Regions from separate parts of the Cricetulus griseus genome. Here region 2 is linked to region 1. A link is a contact called in public Hi-C data. All regions are on one chromosome and are shown on one strand. The core of a region is the stretch at or near the end of the contact, and the rest is flanking DNA. Distances in the headings are between cores, read along the strand shown.

The links. A called contact is a pair of places that touch in the nucleus more often than the background predicts.
Region 2: a contact with region 1 is called in a Hi-C map of fibroblasts, with 2.3 times the contacts expected there. The contact joins the promoter of Smad3 here to the enhancer-like site in region 1. A contact is called at or near these places in 2 of 8 Hi-C or Micro-C datasets (the CHK-Q cell line and fibroblasts).

What each region holds. Positions count from the first base shown.
Region 1 is chr4:175,234,399-175,241,054 of CriGri-PICRH-1.0, forward strand. The region is part of intron 1 of Smad3 (mothers against decapentaplegic homolog 3); the gene reads right to left. Among named protein-coding and RNA genes, the nearest start is that of Smad3, 47 kb to the right of the region's middle. Within about 2 kb of position 5,318, at least 4 of the 6 cell types and tissues checked have open chromatin away from gene starts, as enhancers often do. A contact at or near this core is called in fibroblasts, where this site is marked.
Region 2 is chr4:175,278,814-175,285,743 of CriGri-PICRH-1.0, forward strand. Smad3 (mothers against decapentaplegic homolog 3) reads right to left here and starts at 5,526. Exons shown (of 9, transcript XM_027414784.2): 1 at 4,827-5,526. The coding sequence starts at 5,032.

The DNA of each region.
Region 1 (6,656 bases), core at 4,068-6,567:
TAATGTGCCCTTTTAATCCCAGCACTCGGGAAGATGAAGGCAGGAGGGTCAGAAGTTCAAAGGCCATCCTTGGCTACATGGTGAGTTTCAGGTCAGCCCGGACTACAGGAAAGCCTGTCTCAAAAAATAAAAAATTTAAAGAATAGACCTGCTGAACTAAACAGTCAGGGGACATGAGAGAAAGATGCTCAAGGCCCAAAGTCCTATTTTCTGGTGACTCCTTGCCCTGTAGCTGCAGCCCAGTGTCCCTCCTTCCATCTGCCATGCCACCCCCAAAAGAAACTCCTCCTCACTCACCATGTAAGCAAAGCCCAGAAGCAGAGCCCAGCCCCATCCAGGGGTCAATAAACAAAGTAAGGCCTGAACAGCAGGGACTCTGATGGCTGCCACCCATCACTCTAGCACAGAGGCTAACCAGATGTCATCATCCCCCTGGGAACTGTGGTTTCAAGGTCACATGACCCTCCCCTGGGCTGGGGGACATCCTTCAAGATGATGACAGAAGTGTCCCTCAGGGGCCAGGGACACTCATTCCTTGCTAGACTGTGTGTCAACCAAAAGAAAACTCAGAGGTCTGCCCAGTGCTCCGAGGGCACGGAGGCCAGACAACTTGCTCGTTCAGCACATTTCTATAAGGAGCAAGGCTGTTTGTACCGTGAGACTTTCTTCTAAGACTTCTGTTCTGAGAATACCACTCAGTGCTGGAGAGACACAGAGAAACCTGTACCTGTGGGTGAGACGCGACTTGCGTGGGAGAATAGGTGACTCTCCCATGGTTGCGTCCTCTGAGTGACACGGAGCTGAGGTGTCCTACAGGCATTCAGCAGGGTTCCAGGAAGCCCAGACTTGCTGCTGTTACCTCACACCCATGTTCTCAATGAGACAAGGGCACAGGCCCAGGGGTGCCTCCAACCCCTAACAGCTAGATGCATGACCCTTGATAACTGACTGACTCCCTGTGGGGATAGGGGTTAGTGACACTCACTCTGCCTTTTACACAGGGATGTGGCCAGGCTCCGTGGAAACAGGGGTGTGAGCAGGCAGTCACCAGATGTGGTGTTTTTATGGGACTCCGCTGGAAGAGAGTGTCAGGGCCCACATGGGGGCAGCTTTGGTCAACTGCCTCAAACATGGAAGAGACTGGACCTACCCATCCCAAAGTCTCAAGCAAGCACGAATTCTGGCTTCTTGCAGGATGTAGCTCAGTTAGTAGGCATGAAGCCCTGAGATCCATCCTCAGTACCACACAAGCCAGGAATAGTAGTGCACTGCCTTCTGTCCTAACCCTTGGGAGGTAAAGGCAGGAGGATCAGGAGTTCAAGATCATCCTCAGGTTAAGGCTAGCCTGGGCTACATGAGAGACTAGGTTTTCTGATTTGGTTGCCTTTTTGTTGTTTAAAAAAAAAGAAAAGAAAAGAAAAGAAAAGAAAAGAAAAGAAAAGTAAAAGGAAAGCCAAAGAGTCCATGGATTCTAGCCAAAGGCGCCAAAGTCAGATTCTTGGCTGAGGTCAAACTTTTCCTGCATGTCACTAGCCCTATGACAGAGTCACATTCTATCCATTTCCTCAATTGAAAATGGTGAAATAATAATGCCTTCCACCCCCGCAAGCCCCGCTAGAGATCATCATCATATCTACTAAGGATAAAAGGGGATGCTACTGAGAAAACAGCAAAGCCCTGTTTACTGGGGACAGGGCCACCCACGATGACAGATGTAATGAGTTAAAGGCTGCTTGTTCCCTGTCCCCCAGAGGCCTGTCTGGGTGGCCTCTCAGCCAAGTGCCATGCCCATGCCAAGCACAACCAGAGGTGGCAGTAGCCTCAAATCCATGAGAAGTTGGCCAGCTTGGGCCAGGACCTCCCTCACACACGCAGGGCTTTTTCCATTAGGTAGGGAAAGTACAAAGCATGGTAGAGAGCCGCAATAAGGACACTTCAGTACAGGGAAGGGGGACAGATGGGCAGAGCAAGCCACCACTATCCCAGGACAAAGGCACACACGCCCAACTGCCAGCATGCCCACTACCTACATTGGCACTCAGAAAGCTCAAGAGTAACTAAAGAGCAGGGCAAGGCAAGGTTGCCACTTCCACTTCCAACTGGTCTGTCTCAATTAGCCTCAACCTGAAGGTAGAAACCGATAAAGAGGTAACCAACTATCTAAATTGTAGAATTTAATGATGATAGTTTTGTGTGTGTGTGTGTGTGTAGTTGTGTGTTTATGTGTATATTCATATATGTGTTTGTGTGTGAGATGCTTTTTAGCACATGTGCATAACTGTGTACTTTGTGTATGTATGTGTGCGTGTGTGTGTGTGTGTGTGTGTGTGTGTGTGTGTGTGTGTGTGTGTGCGTGAGCATGTACATACCACTGTGCATGTACCCAGCTCAGGGGACAGCCTCAAGTGTGGCTCTCACCTTCCACCTTCTTTGAAACAGGGTCTCTTGCTCTTGGCCACCGCTCATACCAGCTGCCCTACCAGCATCTAGAGATGCTTGTGTCCCCTCCCATGTCACTGCAGGAATGCTGGGATGACAGACATGTGCTTCCAAGTCTTGACTGGACATTGTTCTCCCCTTACTCAAGTCCTCACCTGTGGCAACTGCTTTGCCTCAAGCTAAGTGGAGATTCTGTGTGGTTGTTCTGTGCCCTGTCCTAATCGATATGGGGCATGTGAGAAAAATCAATCTAGAAGGGTAGAGCTTATAAAAACATGGCAATTAGATGCTTAAGAAGGTCTGATTCTAGATCTCAGGAGAACTCTTGAAGCATCTGGTTTTTCTCTAGAGGAAACCTTTTTGTAATTATGAACAGTATGTTAATCTAATCAGAAGTCACATTTCCGTTTCACCTTTGGCCACTAGGAAGCTCAAAGACAAATTTGAGGACTATCTCCAACAATCCTACAAAATATTATAGTAACACTGAGTGCTAACCTCTCAGACTTCACCTTACTTTCCTATCTTCTCCTCTCTTTCCCTTGACTATAATATATATTCATATGCATACATATACATTTACATCATACATATACCATAATTTTTAGTTTCTGCATTTTTTTGTGGAATACGTAGGTTAAGGAAACACACTTCAGGCTTGGGAGACGGCTCGGTGGTTAAGAGCATATGTTGCTCAATTATGAAGGTCTGAATTTGAATCCCCATAAAACTAAGAGCTAGGCATGGCCATGGGCCCACCTGGAACCCCATCACTGGCAGAGATGGGTGGATTCCAGGAGTTAACTGGCTGGCTGGCCGCTGAGCACAGACAGTGAGCTTCTAGTTTAGAGAGAGAGACAGACTCAGTGTCTTGCTCTAGCCTCCATGTGTGCACTCTCACACATGTACACACATACAAATACACCACACAGGCAAACAATAAAATGAAATATTAGACACACACACACAAATACATGAAAGTATAAAAAAAAAGTGTGCATGCATGCACATACACATGGGCCCACATGCACATATATTTTAAGATTGGTCGCTACTACAAAGCTATAGCTGTTGAAACAGGCCGGAGAGTAGATGTGGATCACTGAGGTATCTGAACCTCCAGAAATCAGCTCCTGTGTTTGTTGTCAACCAAGAGGCCGAGATAATTGAGTGGGCAAAGAACCATCTTCCTTAAGCACCTGGGCAACTAAATAGACACTTTTTAGGAAGGAACCTGAGTTCTGACATGACAGGGTACACAGAAATAAAGATTAAGCTGTAAGAGCTGAATTAGAAACCTCTTGCGAAAACATTGGGGAATGAATCCTTGGGACCTGTGCTTCCAAGAGCATTAGTGGAAAAGTGAAAATATTTTTTTTTATTATTCCATCAAAATCTGTGTGTCAAAGTCTACCAGGGAAGTGGAAGAGAAAATCTAAAAAATGGAGGGGAAAGACCGAAAGACATGGGGTTCCGAGTACACAGGACTCCAACGACTCAACAGAAGACAGACTGCTCAAAGTGGGCAGCAGTGAGGAACTGCCCAGCACCTTCAGGCATCAGGGAAAAGCATATAAGAACTGCGACAGGATTTAACCTCACACACACTACTAGGCTGGCTAAAATAAGAGAAAGACAACAGCAAGTGTCAGTGACTCTGGAGAGACCAAAACCCTCACACATTCCTGACAGCACAAAAATGTAAATGCCAAGTAACAAAAGATCTGGTCCATCCACTACTAGGTATCTTCTGAGGACAAATGAAAACACATTAAAAAAAAAAAAAAAAAAAAAAAGCTAGACACATGACCATTACCATCATAGCCTTATTCATAAAAAACAACAGACTGTGTATCATCTGAAGAATGGACAAGTCAAAGGTGGTTTATCTATGCCCTAGAGTACTATCTGGGCATATAAAAGAATTGGAGTGCTGCTGAGGATGCTACAGCAAGCTACATCAAAAAAAAAAAAAAAAAAAAGTCAGAGCACATGTTGAAGTCTGTCTATATACACCATATGCCATCCTGAAAAGGCAAAGCCACAGAAAGAAGATGAAGTTGCCAGAGCCAAGGACAGGGATGGGGATGACTTCTGAGGTGTGTGGGGGGGGGCGGGGGTGTGTTCTTTCTGTGGTCATGAAAAGGCTCTAAAATCATCTGTGCTGGTGGCTGTTCAGATTCATTAGAACATGAACGTCACACTCGAAAGCATTTGGGTTATATATCAATAAAGCCATCATTTTTAAAAATCTTGTGTGCATGTGTGGACATGTTCATTTGAATGCAGGCACACGTGTGTGCCACGGTAATCGTGCGGAGGTCAGAGGGCAACCTGAAGTATAGATCCTCACCTTTCTGCCTTGTCTGAGATAGTCTTTTGTTGTTTGTTGCTGCCTGTGCCAGGCTACCACACCCGTGAGTTTGCAGGGACTGTTCTGTCTGTCTCCACCTCTAAATTCACTATGAGTCTATGTGAACATTGCATCTGGCTGTGCGTGAGTTCGAGGTATCTGAACTCAGGTCCACACCTATAATCCCAGCACCAAGGAGGGCCATCAGTTTGAGGCCAGCCTGGGCTGTATAGTAAGACCTGGATTCAGAAAAGCAGAAAGAAGCACATGGTACCAGGGCCTCTGAAGGAGCCTGTTGGTTCCAGACAGGGAAGCCAGTAAGGGGATGGTTGTTCGGGGGCCGCTCTTGCCTGCATGAACACCTCTAAGGGATGAGCGAGAGCTTGTTTTCCAAGAAGTTGAGATGGGTCCCCCTCTGGCTGCCCTGCCAGAGCTGTGGTTTCATGTGTGGAGGAGGAGCCGGTTGTGTTGAGCCATGCTGATGGCAGCCCTGCTTCCTGTGGGGCCACGGCCTGCTGACATCACTGGGCGGCTGAGAGTACTCAAGGGGCAATTGATGTCGCAACTGCAGGCAGTACGCAGGGTCATGCGAAGTTCAGAGCTGGGTTTTCTCAGTCCATTGGCTTTTACTCATCCTGTCCATGAAGCATTTTTTTCTCTCCTCTTCCCTGTCCTTCTTGGTGTACGTGTTTTAATTATCCCGTGGCTCCTGGCTTCATTCCTGAGCCTCATATCGGCATTCGTCACTGATGTAAAGGCAGTGCTGGCACTGTGCACCCGCTCCCACCTACCCCCCACCAGAGGTCAGAGTCCCAAGAAAGAGATGAGGAGACTTCATGTACTCAAGAGCCCAAGGCTGCCAAAAGTCAGTGGGGCTGACCCTGCCCCCACCCACTTTACAGAAAAGGGTCAGGGGTCTCAGGCACTTGCCCTAGGTCACCCAGCTTCCATTGAAATAAAATGACTCCATTTTTCAAAACTGCTACCACAAAACGTTTTTCCCTCCAGGCAAGCCTCCAACAGGAAAATCAGTCCCACGTGCAAAGAATTCACAATGGAAATCGTGTCTTTACCCGTAAAAAGGGCTCGGGAAAGTTCTAACAGCCAAGCAGTCAAGACTCCCAAACGCCGTGCACCCGCCTTTCCTTCAACAAACAATTTCCCAGCTATTGTTCTTGAGTAGACCTTGAAGGTGAACAAGAAATCAGTCCCCATGCTGAAGACTGGACCAATCAACCCATAGAACTGAAAAGCCAGTTTCCAAAGCACTGTGGTGGGCTAAGGAGACAGTGCCACTGGTAAAGTGCTTGCCACACAATCTTGAGGCCCTGAGTTCAATCCCCAGCAACCACATAAAATGCCAGATGTGGCAACTTGAACCTTTAAACCCAGCACTAGGGAGACAAGACACCAGTGTCCACTGGAGCTTGCTGCCAAGTGTGCACATGTGAGCATACTGAAGAGAGTGCCTTGGTCTATGTGGTATTAAGATTTTTCCCCCCTTAACATGGGTTTTTTTCTCAACTTCATGGTCACTTGCATCTCCACAATTCCAGTTTTCCTTCCCCAATTGAAGCCTGACTATCTCTGTCACTCTATGAGGTCACCAACCACAAAGCAGGACACAAGAGCTCAAACACTGGGTTTTGGAACCAGAGTTGTATGAGAAACAGAGCTTGCATGAGGGCAGGGACCTCCCTGGGATCCAGATTAGAGACAGGATGGGTGACCTGGGCCAGCCTCCCACACAGAGGTCAGTCTACCAAGCCCAGCCCATGAGGGACTTCCTGTCTGGGACTGAGAAAAAAAGACCACACACATTATTTTGATTCACTGTGGTACATGCCACGACCCAGGCATGCTA
Region 2 (6,930 bases), core at 4,276-6,775, 45 kb after region 1:
GGGAGGAGGGGTTCAAGGGAAATGGGTGGAACTGGAGATCACAATGCAAAAAACCAGACTAAGAGACACAGACGTAGCACGCTTTCTCTCATATGCAGAATCTAGAGCTTTTTCTTTTTTTAAATATGGAAGAGATGAAAGCAGAAGAGGGACTATAAGGATTCCAGTGGGGGACAGGAGATCATGAAGGGTAATCGGAAGAAAATATGAGCAAAAAAAAAAAAAAAAAAAAAACAGGATTTGAAAATGTCATAATCAAATCCAGTTTCTACAACAAATATGCACTCATAATAATGAAGAAAAGACCAAGTTCCCATGGGCTTCCTGGAGTCTGTCCAGACTCCTCAGACCATCAACCTCCCCAACACACACATACACACACACATGCATACACACATACATACATACATATATACATACATACACACACACACACACATACACACACACACACACACCTATTCCCAGAACGGAGCACCATGCAACCCTCAGCCACCCTGGGAGCCCTGTATCTTAGGACAGGAATGCTGAGTTCCACCAGCACAAGGGCCCTGCCACTGCCATCTCAAAAGGTCCTTGATATATGATTGAATAAGCCCCCATCCATGAGCGATAAGGACAGAGGGCAAAGCACACAAATCTCCCCAGCATGTCTGCAAATGCTTCTGGTCCCTCAGTCCTACAGGTGCAGACAGGGGAGCTCTAAAATCTGGTGGTCCCAAACCCAGGTGACAAAAGGCAAATTCTGGGCTGGTAAGATGTCTCAGCCAGTAAAGGTGCCTGCCACCAAGCCTGGTGTGGTGACCTGAGTTTCATATCTGGAACTCACATAGTAGAAGAAAACCAACTCCTGCAGGCTATCCTTTGATTTCCAAATGTATACCACAGCGTGTGCCTCACATGTATATACATACTACACACACACATACACACACTACATAAATAAATACGTTAATACAATAAAAACAATTTTAAAATGGCAAGCCTGGGACCTGAATTCCTGGGGGATTGAGGTTTATCTTCCCCTGAGAAAGCAGGTGGCTGTCATTGTTTAATATTCCACTGTTGTGCCTTCACATTTAAAGCATATATCATAAGCCTCTTCCCCACCCCACCCTCCACTCCCCCAAAGTCCCTCTATCTTCTCAAATGTACCTCAGGAGGGCTTGTAACACTGACTCAGAGACACAGCCAACGGGTCTGGTTATTATCATTTAGTACACAAAAAGCAAGCTTATAATGTCTGATCACAAATGGAGGGTAAAATGCTGCCTGATAGATCAGAAATGATAGCAAAAACAAGCAAACAAAAAAAAAACCTGCTGCCTGCAACACATACAGGTCCAAACATCCAGCCCCTGGATCCAAGCTGCAAAGGTCAAAGTTCCCTCCAACCAAAGACTACTAAGTGACACTTAGGTAAGCCCTCAATGTCCTGCAGGCCCTATCCTGATGGGCTGCCTGGTGGGCAGCTAGCTGGGAGTAGACTTGCTGCCAATGGTTTATACAGAGGTAGGAGGCCCAGGTGCTGAGACCTGCAGGGCATTATCTACAGCCTTGGGTTTGTCCCCAGAAGCCTGAGAAAACTGTGTTACAGGTGAGGATATTTTTCCTCTCTCCACCAGTTGAGGGTAGCCTAGCAACATTGCTGAAGGCCCCAGGAGGAGGTCACCCTACAAAGAGAGTGAACAAAGGAGGTGGGAGATGCTCCCAGCAGATCTAAGTGACTTTTGGAATTTTCTCTGAACTTGGTGCTCTCCTTCAAGAAAGCCTATGGTCCTTTCTAAACCAGCTACACTTTCAGCTTGGTCCAGCTCGAAACAACTAGCTGAGCCATGGACCACACACAGTAGTGTGAGCCACTGGTTGCCTATATGAAAAGAGGTTAAGGTGTGTTCGATATCCTCCTGCTGCTGATGCTGAACCTGTTCTCTGAGAGACAGGTGCTTCAGTGTCCCTTTTAGGAACTGGAGAGGAGGACACCTGTGGCTCTTCTCAGACTCTCAAGCAGGTGGCAGTGGGCTGCTGGCATGGAACTCACCCAAGCTCTGCCCCACCCCAGCCAGATAGATCTGAGACGCCCTGCTCTCCCCTCTGTGGAGTAAAATCAAACTCCTACACCTGATCTTGTGGTGGTAAGTTTGTATCACTCAGTTCTCCTGATCACTCAAACTGCCTAGAGTTGTAGGAATCAGGCAGGCATGTAGCAGACAGCTAGCACAGCCAAACGGTGCCACCGCTGCTCAAGACATCCTTTGCACATTTCAGACTGAGTCCTTAAAGCTGTGCTCCAGATTTGACAGAAAGTGCTGAAGCACCCAGTGTCCCGCCTCCTGCCCCACACGAAGCTGGTGACTAAGTCACACACTTTCCTTTGTCTACTTTCCAAAGCCCTAGTTCTCAAAGACAGCAATGTGACAAGCAACACGCAACCCTGGGGCTTAGCAGACACCGGGATAGCACTAGCATGAAGCCAGCTAGTCGCCTCCCCAAGACGTGGCCTTTAGCTTTCTGCCCATGGCCAAAACAGCAGCAGCTGTTGCCAAGGGAGACAGGGTGACCCAGAGGCGTGGGCACAAAATCCAGGGATGGAGATCCACCTTTGTCTGGATCCACCCAAGCAACTGGGTCTCTCTAGTTGAGAAAAGATAAATGAAAACAATCCCAGGGCTAGGAGTGTAGCTCAGTAGCAGAATGCTCACCTAAAATGTGAGCCCTGGGTTCAATCCTCAGTACAACCAAAGAACCAACCAACAAAAACCCTGCTCCCACCCACCACCTTCTTTGTGCAGTCTGAAGATGCCTAGTCCTGGAAGACCTGGGTGAAGTGGAGGTGGTTAGCCTGAACTCTCAGAAGCACACAAACCTTCACCTGCCTGGGACTGGGAAGGGCTGCAAGTGAAAGCAAGATCAGAAGGCAAATGTAGGCCAAGGAAGGCACAGTCTCTCCTCTAAGCTGACCCCAGCCCAAAGATGAACCAAGAACCTTCCAGGCAGAGATCCACCACCCTCCCTGGATAAGGATGCTTTGGGCTCTCAGAGTCCACAACAGTCTGGGAGAAAGGGTATGCTAGCCCCAGTCTTAGGTTTTTCCCTATCTCCTGTGAAGGTCTGTCTGGTTGAAAGGCAAGATCATTTTAGACCTCGCTGCCTGTTCTGTTTTCCAGGCCTTCATCAGGCCTATGACAGTGCCTTGTAAATTGTGAAACACTCTGCCCAGCTGCTTCATAATTGATATCACTTGAGGGGGTTCAAAACATAAAGTATTCAGTGTGGCTGCACCCAGGCGTATTAGGAAAAGGCTATTTCTCCGGATCTGACAGAGACCTGAGACTCAGCCACTCCACTTCGTCAAAAGGATAAAGAAGAATGAGGAGCCAGAGCAGGAGCTAAAACCCAGGTGCCTGTGACCATCACGTCACAGCACCCCCCTAAAGCCAGTTGGCAGAGGCTCACAGGCCAAGCATTCTTCCCAGACAACTGCCTTCGCCTCCCCCTTTATTGATCCCAACCAGGTTTGGGGGTTGGTTGTTTTTGGTTTTGTTTTTTGGCTATTTTTTTTAAGCAGGCATCCCTACCGTCTGTGGTGTTTATTTCCAGGGAAGGCCGACCCTGGGCTCCTGTGGACAGATGCTGCTTTGCGCCTTACTGTTAGGGCTGGCAGCATACACACAGCTGCCTTGAGCAGGTGGCCAAGGATGGAGGCCACCCTGGCCCGGAAGAATGATGACCTCTCTATCTTAGGCCCTGGGAGCTCTCTCTCCATTCCTCTGCAGCTTGGGACACCACCACCTCCCACCACCACCCCCACCCCGCAACATCCGCACCTGCCCTCCTCTGGAATCAATCTTTAAAGATGTCTTGAGAAGTGGAGACAGAAGGCTAAAGTGCCCTCATCCCAGGCGCAGTTATGCTCTGGGAGGCCCTGGGAGTGAAGTCACTGACCCCTTCCATCAGCCATCTGTGAGCTCCCGCCGGACTCCTCTAGCCCGATGGGAAGGATAAAGGAGGTCAGGACAGATGGCAAAGCGTTTTGGGAAAAGAGGTCTCTACAGGAATGCAGGGACAGAGGGAGGCCAGCTCTGGGATGTTTTGTTATCTGTCTGGAGCTGCCTGCTCGGTTCTAGGCACCCGCAAACTCTCAATTAAAATGAAGGCATACCAGGCAGGCGTGGGGTGGGAAGAGGGAATGACCGTACTTTCTGCCACTTGTTTCTCCCGCTTCAAAGTCGGTGCTTTGCTCTGCAACTAAGTGCGTGCGTGCATGCGTGCACAGGGGGCGGGAGGCTGGCACAACCAAATCTAAAAATACTCGATAAAAATGCTAATCCCAAGGCAAAGAAAGAGCGAAGAAGGAATCTGTCAATCAACGGGCTCCCGCTCCTCACCCACAGCTGTACCGACTGCATTCCTGTAGACGAGGAAAAGAAGTGGGGGAACAGAGCTGAAGAAAAGAAAGGGACACACGCCACCACCTCCACGAGCGCGGGGCGGGAGGCGGCGGCGGAGGAGGGGCTCGGCCGGCAGAGCCGAACAAAGCGGGGCCTCTACTTGGAGCCCAAAGCCCAGAGAGTGGGGGGCCAAGCTCAGCAGCACCCCTGCTGCCCACAGGCGGCTAGGGATCCTTGAGGTCTGGAAGCCAGAGTGCCGCATGGAAGCCTGGGCTCTGAGCCTGGACAAATCCGAAGAAGGTTTTGTTTGGGGTCCCTCCACCCACTGCCTGTCCCCAACACTAGAGCGCACACACACGCACACGCCCTCCCCTCTCCACCCTGGCCGCCCTAGAGGGCTGGGCCGGCGCGCCCCCCGTCGCTCCCGGCCCCCACCTGGGGATGGTAATGCACTTGGTGTTCACGTTCTGTGTGGTGATGGCCTTCTCCAGCTCGTCCAGCTGCCCCGTCTTCTTGAGCTTCTTCACCAAGCTCTTGACCGCCTTCTCGCACCATTTCTCCTCCTGCCCATTCTGCTCGCCCTTCTTCCAGCCCAGCAGGCGCTTCACGATCGGAGGGGTGAAGGGCAGGATGGACGACATGGCTGGCACGGGAGGGTCACCGGCGCCCCCGGCGGGACTGGGCGCACTGGGGACGCCGGGGGCGCACAGGGGCAGCTCGGCCTGCGCCGCGCCCGAACTTCGCGTCTAACTCTGGAGAACTTGCCCCGGCGTCCGGGCCGGGGCCGCGGCACTCCAGCTGCGGGGATCGGGAGCACGGTGGCGCCTGAGTAGCTCCACGAGGACCGACGGACTGACGGGCAGGCCCCGGGCGCGCGGGGCGGAGGCGGTGGCCGCTGAGACTCCGAGTGGCAGTAGAAAGTTTGGGTTTCCGCACGGGGTAGCTGTTTGGGTGCCGCCTCCGGGAAGGAAAGTCCAACCCCCAGCCAAACTTTGCTGGCCTGGATGACTCTGGTGAGCAGATCCCTCCGCCTCTGCAGTCCTCCTCCTCCTGTTCCTCCTCCTCCCCGCTGATCGCCGCCTCGCAGGGCCGGCCAGGGCCGTGCAGCGGCGCTCCCCGCTCCTCTCCCGCCCGCTCCCAAGTCTACGTTTCACGCAGCTCCGCGTGCAGGCTTCTTCCCAGCGCTGTCGCCGCCCCCTCGCCGCTCGGGCTCCCCGCTCCTCCCCCGCGCTCAGCTCCGGGGAGGACCCGCGGCCTTCCCCGCCCAGCGCCGCCAAGCGCGCCCACGTGGGCCACCGGGCACGGCGGCCGCGGGACCAGACTCTTGGGGACTCGCCGCCCTCAAGACGCTCAGATGCAGTTGCAGGGACTAGAGAGTGTTAGACTCGCCGGAACAGGCGCGGGACCCCTAGGGTTCGCTGCTCCCTGGAGAGTACTGGGACAAGAAGAGGGGTTCAGTTCCAAGCCCAGGAAGCCGGGGAGCACTGATCTCGCTCACTGGCCCCGGCTGTTTTCCTTTGGTTTGGTGTTTTTTGTTTTGTTTTGTTTTTGTTTTCCCGCTGGGTGAGATCAGACCGACTGACTGCCCGGAGACTGCGGAGGAGGGAGTTGGGAAGGGGGAGAGGGAGACTTAAAAGTGGAGTTAGAGACCTCAGTGACAACTTGAACAATAGCTGGAGCCTGGGGTCCCTTGGGCCTAGTGAACCAAGCTCTTTGCAGAAAACGGGCCTCAAAGACATCTGTTGCATTCCTTAAGGAATGAATGGGAGCGCTTTAGGATTTATCTTTGGGGGAGGGGAAGAATTAACATTGCTGGGTGTTACTGAAATTCGACGCCAAACAAGCAAGAGAGCTTTGTTTACAAAGCAGTGAACTCGCACATACAAAGTGGAACGAAGTTTACTCAAAGTTAGCCTAGGTAGGACACCAAGAGAACCTGACTTTGGGTAGCCCTGGGGCCCAACTATCGGAATTCGGGGCTGGCTGCCCATGGTCCTTTCACGGGCTTGGAGGCGTTACAGCAGGCTCTCAGCTCCTTTACCCTGCGGCTGCAATCCCATCGGGTTAACTCAGTAGGTATAGGACTATGCTTGTTTTAAACAGTGGGAAACCCCACCACCACCGACGGTGGTGAGAAAGAAGTTATTTGCAAACCAAGAGCCGGTGGGAGTTACAAAGACCTATGAAGTGTGGCCAGTCCCACAAAGTCAGCCCAGAAGCTTCAGGGGCCCCCAGCTCTGTCACCGAGGGTGCCCCATCGCCAGCCACAGCTTGTCAAGAGGCTGTGGTTTCCTAGGTGTCTCCTTCCACCTCCCTGAAGCCAAGTCCTGAAAGGAGGAGGATTGATTCTTGAGGCCCAGTGGACCCTAACAAGCTAGGTCCTGCACTCCTGTTGGAGTGTGGCTGTAGCCTCCCCTTCCACTCGGCTTCCCAGCCCTTACCAAGAGACTGAAATGGAGGCGGTCTTAACTGCTGTCTTCAACCTAAGACAGTCTAATTGCTGCCCTCAAAGTCCACGCCCATATTTGCCTGGGAGGCA